Linked DNA regions of Mus musculus: region 1 is linked to region 2. A link is a contact called in public HiChIP or PLAC-seq data. All regions are on one chromosome and are shown on one strand. Each heading gives the region's core, a stretch centred on a gene start, on an enhancer-like site or on the middle of the called end of the contact. The rest is flanking DNA. Distances are from core to core; before and after follow the strand shown.

What was found. HiChIP or PLAC-seq counts read pairs in DNA pulled down with a chosen protein or histone mark.
Region 1: an HNF4G HiChIP or PLAC-seq map of pancreatic cancer cells shows a contact between it and region 2. The contact joins the promoter of Agpat2 here to the promoter of Nelfb in region 2. A contact is called at or near these places in 1 of 39 promoter capture datasets (the C10 cell line) and 1 of 115 datasets of contacts at active chromatin or transcription factors (pancreatic cancer cells).

What each region holds. Positions count from the first base shown.
Region 1 is chr2:26,602,037-26,605,784 of GRCm38.p6, forward strand. Agpat2 (1-acylglycerol-3-phosphate O-acyltransferase 2 (lysophosphatidic acid acyltransferase, beta)) reads right to left here and starts at 2,381. Exons shown (of 6, transcript NM_026212.2): 1 at 1,993-2,381. The coding sequence starts at 2,174.
Region 2 is chr2:25,209,437-25,213,029 of GRCm38.p6, forward strand. Nelfb (negative elongation factor complex member B) reads right to left here and starts at 2,053. Exons shown (of 13, transcript NM_021393.3): 1 at 1,666-2,053; 2 at 1,273-1,436; 3 at 1,002-1,101; 4 at 418-648. The coding sequence starts at 1,911. Stpg3 (sperm tail PG rich repeat containing 3) reads right to left here. Exons shown (of 6, transcript NM_028961.1): 6 at 3,123-3,593.

The sequences.
Region 1 (3,748 bases), core at 1,131-3,630, 1.4 Mb after region 2:
ACTTGGTCTCTGTGTTTCTAATGCTGTTCCTTGCATCTCAGAACTCTAAACCAAATGACAAAGGCTTCCTTTAGAAACCAGGTGCAGACCAGGGCTGTCCTTCCAGGAGCTCAGGATCTGGCTTACAGCCCTTTAGTGCCTTAAATTAATAACATCACTCAAGAGGCAGAGGCAAGTGGATCTCTGAGTTTGAGACCAGCCTGATCTACAGAGTGAGTTCTAGGACAGCCAGGGCTACACAGGGTTTTTCTAAACTCTCTCTAGAAAAACAAACAAAAAAACAGAACAATAAGATTAGCCCTTAGTATAGCAGTCATCAACCTATGGGTCTCGGCTTCTTTGGGGGTCAAATGCCCTTTCACAGGGGTAGAATATCAGATAACTTGCATATCAGATAGTTATGATTCATAAAAGTAGCAAAATTACAGTGATGAAAATAATTTTATGGTTGGGGGGGTCACCACAATATGAAGAACTGTTTAAAGGGTCATACAGCATTAGGTTGAAAGTCTCTGCCTTAGAGTGACTGTATGCAGCACCCTTGGAAAGCATCACTATAGCTGAGCCGGCACCAAGGGAATTTATTATAGAATTTATTATACACTGGCCCTCTGGGGTTCGGTTCCCAGAGCACCCTGTCCTGGCTGGGGGGATCTTGATCCCTTGCCTCCTTCTTTCCAAACTCTCCCAGTCCGCAAACCTTTCTGTCAAATTGCTTTTCTGAACCTCAGTCCCATCTGTTGCCCAGGCAGAGTAGCATCTGCAACCCAAGCTTGGCTGGCCTAGGCCAGGGAGGCACGAGATGGGGATGAGTCCATATGTGGACTGAGCAAGCCTCCACCTCCTAGCTAGTCAATCCCTTTCTTTTCCACTCACCCCTCTCTACGGTCATCCCTGGAGGATGTCATGCTTGCAATACTCCAAGGGCCCTGCTGTTCCTATCTCAACTCATCGCCTTATGAGGATTTAAGACAGGAACCCTAAGACAGGGTGGGGAGGTGGGGAGCAGGCCTCCCCACCCTGTTCTATGCACCGTGAAAAGTGCATAGCTAGGGCACCCTTGTCTTCTGTGCAAGGGTCTCCTCTGCATGTCTGCTCCCTGGGACACTGGATAGTCACTATAAGCACCTGAGAAATGAGGGCTGGGACCCACAAAATATGGCTGGTCAGGACAGCATCCTAACCCCAAAGACGACCAGATACAGCCGAGAGTCAGGAAACCATCATTCACAGTCCTTGTAACTACCGCGGGGGAGGAGGGGCTTCAGGGGCACAAGGTCCGAAACACCCAGGCAAGGCCAAGGCCAGGACATTGCAAAACCCACCCTCTCAGCAGTCCAAATGGGGCAGAAAGAAATGTAGCAACAGTCTCCTGGGAGTGTGGACAGGGAGAAAGGACTAGAGGCTTTTTCTCTCGGGCAGCCCCCATTGCAGGACAACCTAGCCTGATCTCCATACCTGTACCTTTTGCTTGTCCACTAAGCTTCCCTGCTCTGGGAGATGGGCAGAGGAGGATTCTGGCCACAGCCTCCTTCCTTTATTGCTAGCAAGCCAGGTCCAAAGACAGTTCGGCCCCCACCCCCCAGAAGAGGAAGTTAATGACAAGGAGAACCTGTGGCTACAACCTGGGCACAGGTGTCTTCTAACCGGCAGAGAGGTGGAAGCACGGACCGGAAGCCTGGCTAGGCTTCGGTTTCCCTGCTGGTGAAAGTGGGATTGGGCCTGTCCCACCTTCGCTCGGCCCCCTCCCTCTCCCAAAGCTAGCGGCGCGCGCAAACCCGACACTCCACGCTGCGCGCAGGGGGCGCCGCAGGGCCGAGCCCTACAAGCGGCGCACATCGTGACACGCGCCCCTGGGACGGGAAGCCGCGTCGTCGGAGGCTCCGGACCGTGGGGACGGCGGGGCGGGCGGGGCAGGAAGGAAAGAACGCGAGGAGCTCAGAAGTTAGGAAAGCGGAAGCGCGCGCCCATCCCGGCGTCCGGCCCCCTTGCCTCATGTTATCCACGGTGCGGCCGCCGTGGCGCAGCAGGCAGACGATCGAGGCCGCGGCGGAGAAGGACAGGCAGAGCACGCAGTAGAGACCGACCTTGGCGTAGAACCTGGCTGTGCGGCTCAGCTGCACAAGCAGCAACAGCAGCAGCAGCGCCGCCGTCAGCCATGGCCACGGGTCCATGGCGGCCGCACCCCAGCCCCGACGGCGCCGCCGCCCTCCACCCGCCGCCCGCGCCCCTTTTGAGGAGCGCCGAGGGTAGAGGGCGGGCCAGGCTGGAAGCCCAGAGCTAGGTGCGGCCGTCCCGCCCTGTTCCCGCCCCTCCGGGCCTGGCCCTGCCGGGGGGCATCGCGCCCCGCTCCGCCCCGCCGCGTCCTGGACGCGGACCCCGCCTCCCTCGGCCCTTCGGGTGTCACCCTCTCCGCCCCGCCCCTCCCTGCCACCCTGCCCCTTGCGGCAGGACATTGAGGTTCCCTCACTCGTCCCGCGGCTCCCATCTCTGAGCTGCCGGGTGGCCTGGGCTCTGGCGTTGCCTCCCACGCCCCTGCACCGGGGCTTGCGGCCACAAGTCCCCAGCCTGGCACCGCAGCTCCCTAAGGGTGTGCAACCGACCTAAGACGTGCCCATTATGCCAGTCTTGTCACCACACAAAGGACCATTGACCGGCTACTGAGTGACCAATGGTTACCTGACTAGGCCACCTGGCTGGTGGCCTGGGCCCTTTAGGTTCCCTTGAGCAGGGAGACTGAAGCCCTATTCCCATGATGCAACGAGCTGGGGGAGGCAGAAGGAGTAGTGAGAGTTTTGGAGTGGGGGTGTCTCTGGGGTAATGTGGCACCGGGGACCTTCTGATGCCCGGCCAGCAGTGTGGATCAGGCGATTGTGTTCCCATGCGCACTGTGTTCTAACCGCCAGCCTGTAGTTGGTGCTCACTGGGACACTTGTAGTAAGAAGCCTTGGGCTTGCAGGCCAGCCATATACATCCTTCCTGATCATGTTCTCAGAGCAGATGTCAGTGACAAAATGCATCTAGCTTCTTTTTTGGTGAGGTTGGTCTGCACCTAGGTGTGGAACTCAGCGATGGCTGTAGATATTAATGTGCCCACAGGCTCCCCTATATCCAGGCATTCTGAGAGAATCTCTGGTTTTCTCAGATCCGGAGAGATGATAATTTTAATATCTACCTATATAACTGTGCTTAGCTTTTTTTTTTTTTTTTAGACTTATTTTATGTATGCGAGTACACTGTAGCTATAGGTTGTGAGCCTTCATGTGGTTGTTGGGAATTGAATTTTTAGGACCCCTGCTCGCTCCGGTTAGCCCACTCAACTCTGGTCAACTCTGCTCCCTCAATCCCTGCTTGTACACCAGAAGACGGTGTCAGATCTCATTACCGGTGGTTGTGAGCCACCATGTGGTTATTGGGGCTTGAACTCAGGACCTTCGGAAAAGCAGTCAATGCTCTTACCGGCTGAGCCATTTCGCCAGCCCTGTGCTTAGCTTTTAAAGCAGGGCCAAAGCTGTGCCAGGGTGGGTAAGGAACCACCAGGAGTCACTCCAGCTTCAGGCTTCTGTGCTCATGAGGTTGCAGGCAGGGTGAGCTGCAGGGTTTCAGCTTCTCTGGTAGAAGACCCAGATATGCTTGGAGAGAAGGGGGGGGGGGAGAGGGGTGCTACGGGGCTGCTAGGATCCCAGCTGAGATCTCCAAGGCATCAGGTCCTCACAGCTCTGCAGCCCCCTCAGGAATGTATGCTGAG
Region 2 (3,593 bases), core at 803-3,302:
TCAGGGCTACACTGGAAAGTCCTGTCTCAAAAATAAATAAGTAAGCCACTTAGGGAAATTTTGAATTTAGAATAATGCCAACATCAGTAAGAGGTTAGAATAGTAGGTAAAAACTTTCATTCAGTTTTTTTCTTTTTGGTTTTTTGGTTTTGTTTTTTTTTTTTTGGTTTTTTTTTTTGGTTTTGTTTTTTTTTTGTTGTTGTTTTTTTTTTGTTTTTGTTTTTTTTTTAAGATGAGATCTGCTGTCACTCAGGCTGGCCTCAAAACTCACAGCAATCCTCCTGCCACAACCTCTGCCAACCAACTTTTTCCAGGCTGCATACACAAGCTCATGCTCACAGAAACAAACTAAGAGCTACACCCAGGGAAGAGGCATGGAATGAAGGGCTGGCCGCACAGCCCTGAGAGGCATCTCACCTCTCCTTGGCGCCGGGTCTTGGGGGAAGGGCTGAAGAAGTTGTGCAGCACAGAGAGCTCTGTGCTGAAGAGCGCACTCTCTTTCTCTAGGATATACTGCTTCAGCAGTGGTGAGACTTCATCACCAAAGAGAGCCTGGTTGTCTTGCCAAATCTGCCTCTTCACTTCCACAGCACATGCCCGGTACAACTCCTTGTCAGCCATCACCAGCTTCAGCTTCTTCTCAGGAACCTACACAGTAAACACCACAGCTCCCTGCAAGCCCTGCCTGTGTCGCCATGAGGACACAGCTGCCTCCATGAGGCCTCAGCTGCCCACAGACCCTACAGAGCCCAGACTGTGATGGACCTCCAACTCTTAGCAGGTGAATTCAGGCATCCAGAATCTCCACAGTCCTCTTCCCACAAAAGACCCACCCTGCACTTCAAGGGATAAATATTTCCATTTGGCTCAACCAGGGGAAGTGTGTGATATAAAGAAGGGGCCCAGAGCTTGCTGGAGGGCAAGTCCATCAAACTTTCCCAGAGCTAAGCAACTTCCTGCACTAAACACACAGTCTGAGAGGCTGGCCCCACAGTTCTCACCTTGGGCAAGTGTTTCATAACACACATCACCACTGGTTGTAGGGATGGCATCTTGACCAAAGAAAAGCTCTTTTCCAGAAGGTCTTCCAGCTTCTTGTACCTGCACAGATTTGCACAGCTGAGGAAGTGTGTCTCCACATGCAGAACATACAGAGAAGAGGAATCCCTCAAACACATTCCATTCCAGGTTGTATCTACAGGTAGGGCTGTGCAGCCATGGAGACCATCAATGCTACTCACAAAGATAAGCAGCTTCCTGGTAGAGACCCACCTCTCCTCTGCCTTTCCCTCAGAGGCAATTGCTGACACTCGTTCCAGAAGTTTGTCACGTAGTTCATCAAACACTGACTGATGGAACTCCAGCCGCGGTGTCCCGTGTAGATCCAAGAAGGGCAGGGCCGACTGCAGGGAAGGCAGCAACACGCCATTCTCTGTCTGGAGAAGCAGAGGGTAAACGCGTACGCATTTTGCTTGGCCGCAGCCAAGTCAGCACGGACACCACGGATGCCGAGTACTAGGGTCCGCCATAGTAACAGCGGAAAAGGGAAAACACTCAGTTACTCAGCGGGTCCCTAGCGCAGAACCTTTAGCGCCTCCATCCAAGCGTCGGGAGCGCGCCGAATTGTGTCCAGCTTCCCTAGCTGCCCCGGCCCCTTCTGCCCACCTGAAATTGTTCAATGGCCTTGAGAGGCTCGGTGCAGTTGGTCAGGGTCTCTTTCAGGTCCTCGCCATTGGCCACGCCCAGGTCCTGGAGCCCCGCGAACATGGCGGAGGCTCCGGCGGACGCTCGGCTGTGTACCCCATCCCCACCGCGCTCCGCTGGAGCCGTAGCGGACCCTGACGGAGCCCCAGAAGCCCTCTCCACGGTGCCACGAGGACCCCCCAAGCCCCGTTCGCCCGCCGCCTCCAGTGTGGCCAGATCGCGTCAGCAGAGCAGCTCGCACGGACCCACACCTCCCACTTCCGCCCTTGACTGCCTAGGTCCAGCAGCCAATAGGCCCCGGGAAAACGCCTCCGCCGCCCGCAGGTTCCGAGCAGCGACTTGCTACCCAGTGAGAGGTCGTGAGAACGTGCTCAAGGGGCGGGGTCGAGATGTGAAGTTACCCCATCTCCGGAGGCCTTAGCCACTCTAGCCCGCGCTCTTGTCAGTACGATGAAAATTTCAGCTTTTCAGTTCGACTGCTCTCTGGGAACCAGAACCTACGACAGTTTCAGGGGATCTGATGCCCTCTTCTGACCTCCACAAGCACCATGGGGTATACAGACATACATGCATTTATATGCATAAATGAAGTCACTTTTTAAGTGAGTTCTGGTTTGGGCTTAGTAGTACAATTTTTTTCCCCCTTGAGACATGGACACTTTAGACTTGGTTGTCTCAAACTCAGACCCTCTGCTTCCTGACTGCTGGGGTTAAAGGCTTGTGCTGTCACACTTGGCAATGATGCATATCTTTAATCCTAGCACTTGGGAGGTAGAACCAGGAGACTCTCTGTTAGTTCAGGACTAGCCTGGTTTACACAGTAACTTCCAAGACAGCCAGGGCCTGTCTGGGGAGGATGGAAAGAAAGAAAGAAATCAGCTCTGAGAGCTAGGAAAATAATAGCTCAGCAGTTAAGAACGTTTTCTGCTTATTGCAGGGGGCCTGGGTTCAGTTCCAGCACCTACATAGCAGCTCTGTAACGTCACTTCCAAGGAATCTAATGTCTTCTGGGTACTAAGCACACATACACATACATACAAGCAAACAAAACACCATACACATAAAATACATTTTAAAAACGTTCTTTAGTGAGATCTGTGTCTGGGTGTGGAAGAAAGTATGGAGAGAGCTCTGGAGAAATTGCTATTACTAGCTGCAGGGCAAGGCTCCTGAAGGGGGCTACTTCTAAGTAGGAAGGCAGATCAACAGTGCTGAGGGAACCATCATTGGGCAGGGGCTAGGGTGGGAAGGCTTTGGGCGTGGGTTCTCAGAACACAAGTTACCAAACCCAGTTGACTCTTCAGGTCAAGGCTCCAGGGGAGTAGGGCCAGTGTCTGGTGAGCTGATTCCCTGGGTCCTACCTCAGTGGGCTAGGCAAGGCTGTCTGCAGACAGGTGTCTGCACCCCAGGTTCTGACTTCCCATCCCATCCCAATAGTTCCTCAGCCCAGCAAGCATCCCTGATCCTCAGGTAGATGCTGGACCTTAGGTGAGTGGATTAGATTGTCCCACATTGCCTTTTCCTATTCTATCCTAGGTCAGAAAGCTTAGGGTTAGTTCCCAGACTGCCATTTCAATCCTGAAGAAAAGAACACCACGCAGGAACAGAGAAAGCCAGAAATACCAGGGAAGCAGAAAGCCACATATTCAAGACAGCCCATTGGGCAAAGGATGGGCAACCAGGCACACCAGAGACCACAGTTCAGAAGAATCATTTGCATCTTGGTATAGTGGGGTGAAAGGGGACTCTGGGAAGACTCTTCTTGTTGGACAGCCTAAGCCAGAAGAGTGGGTGAGGGGTGTCTAGAGGATCAGAAAGCCGGCTATAGACAAAGAGTTCCAAAGGAAGCCTTGGTAAGCCTCAAGAGAGGTCAGCTTTGCAACCTATAC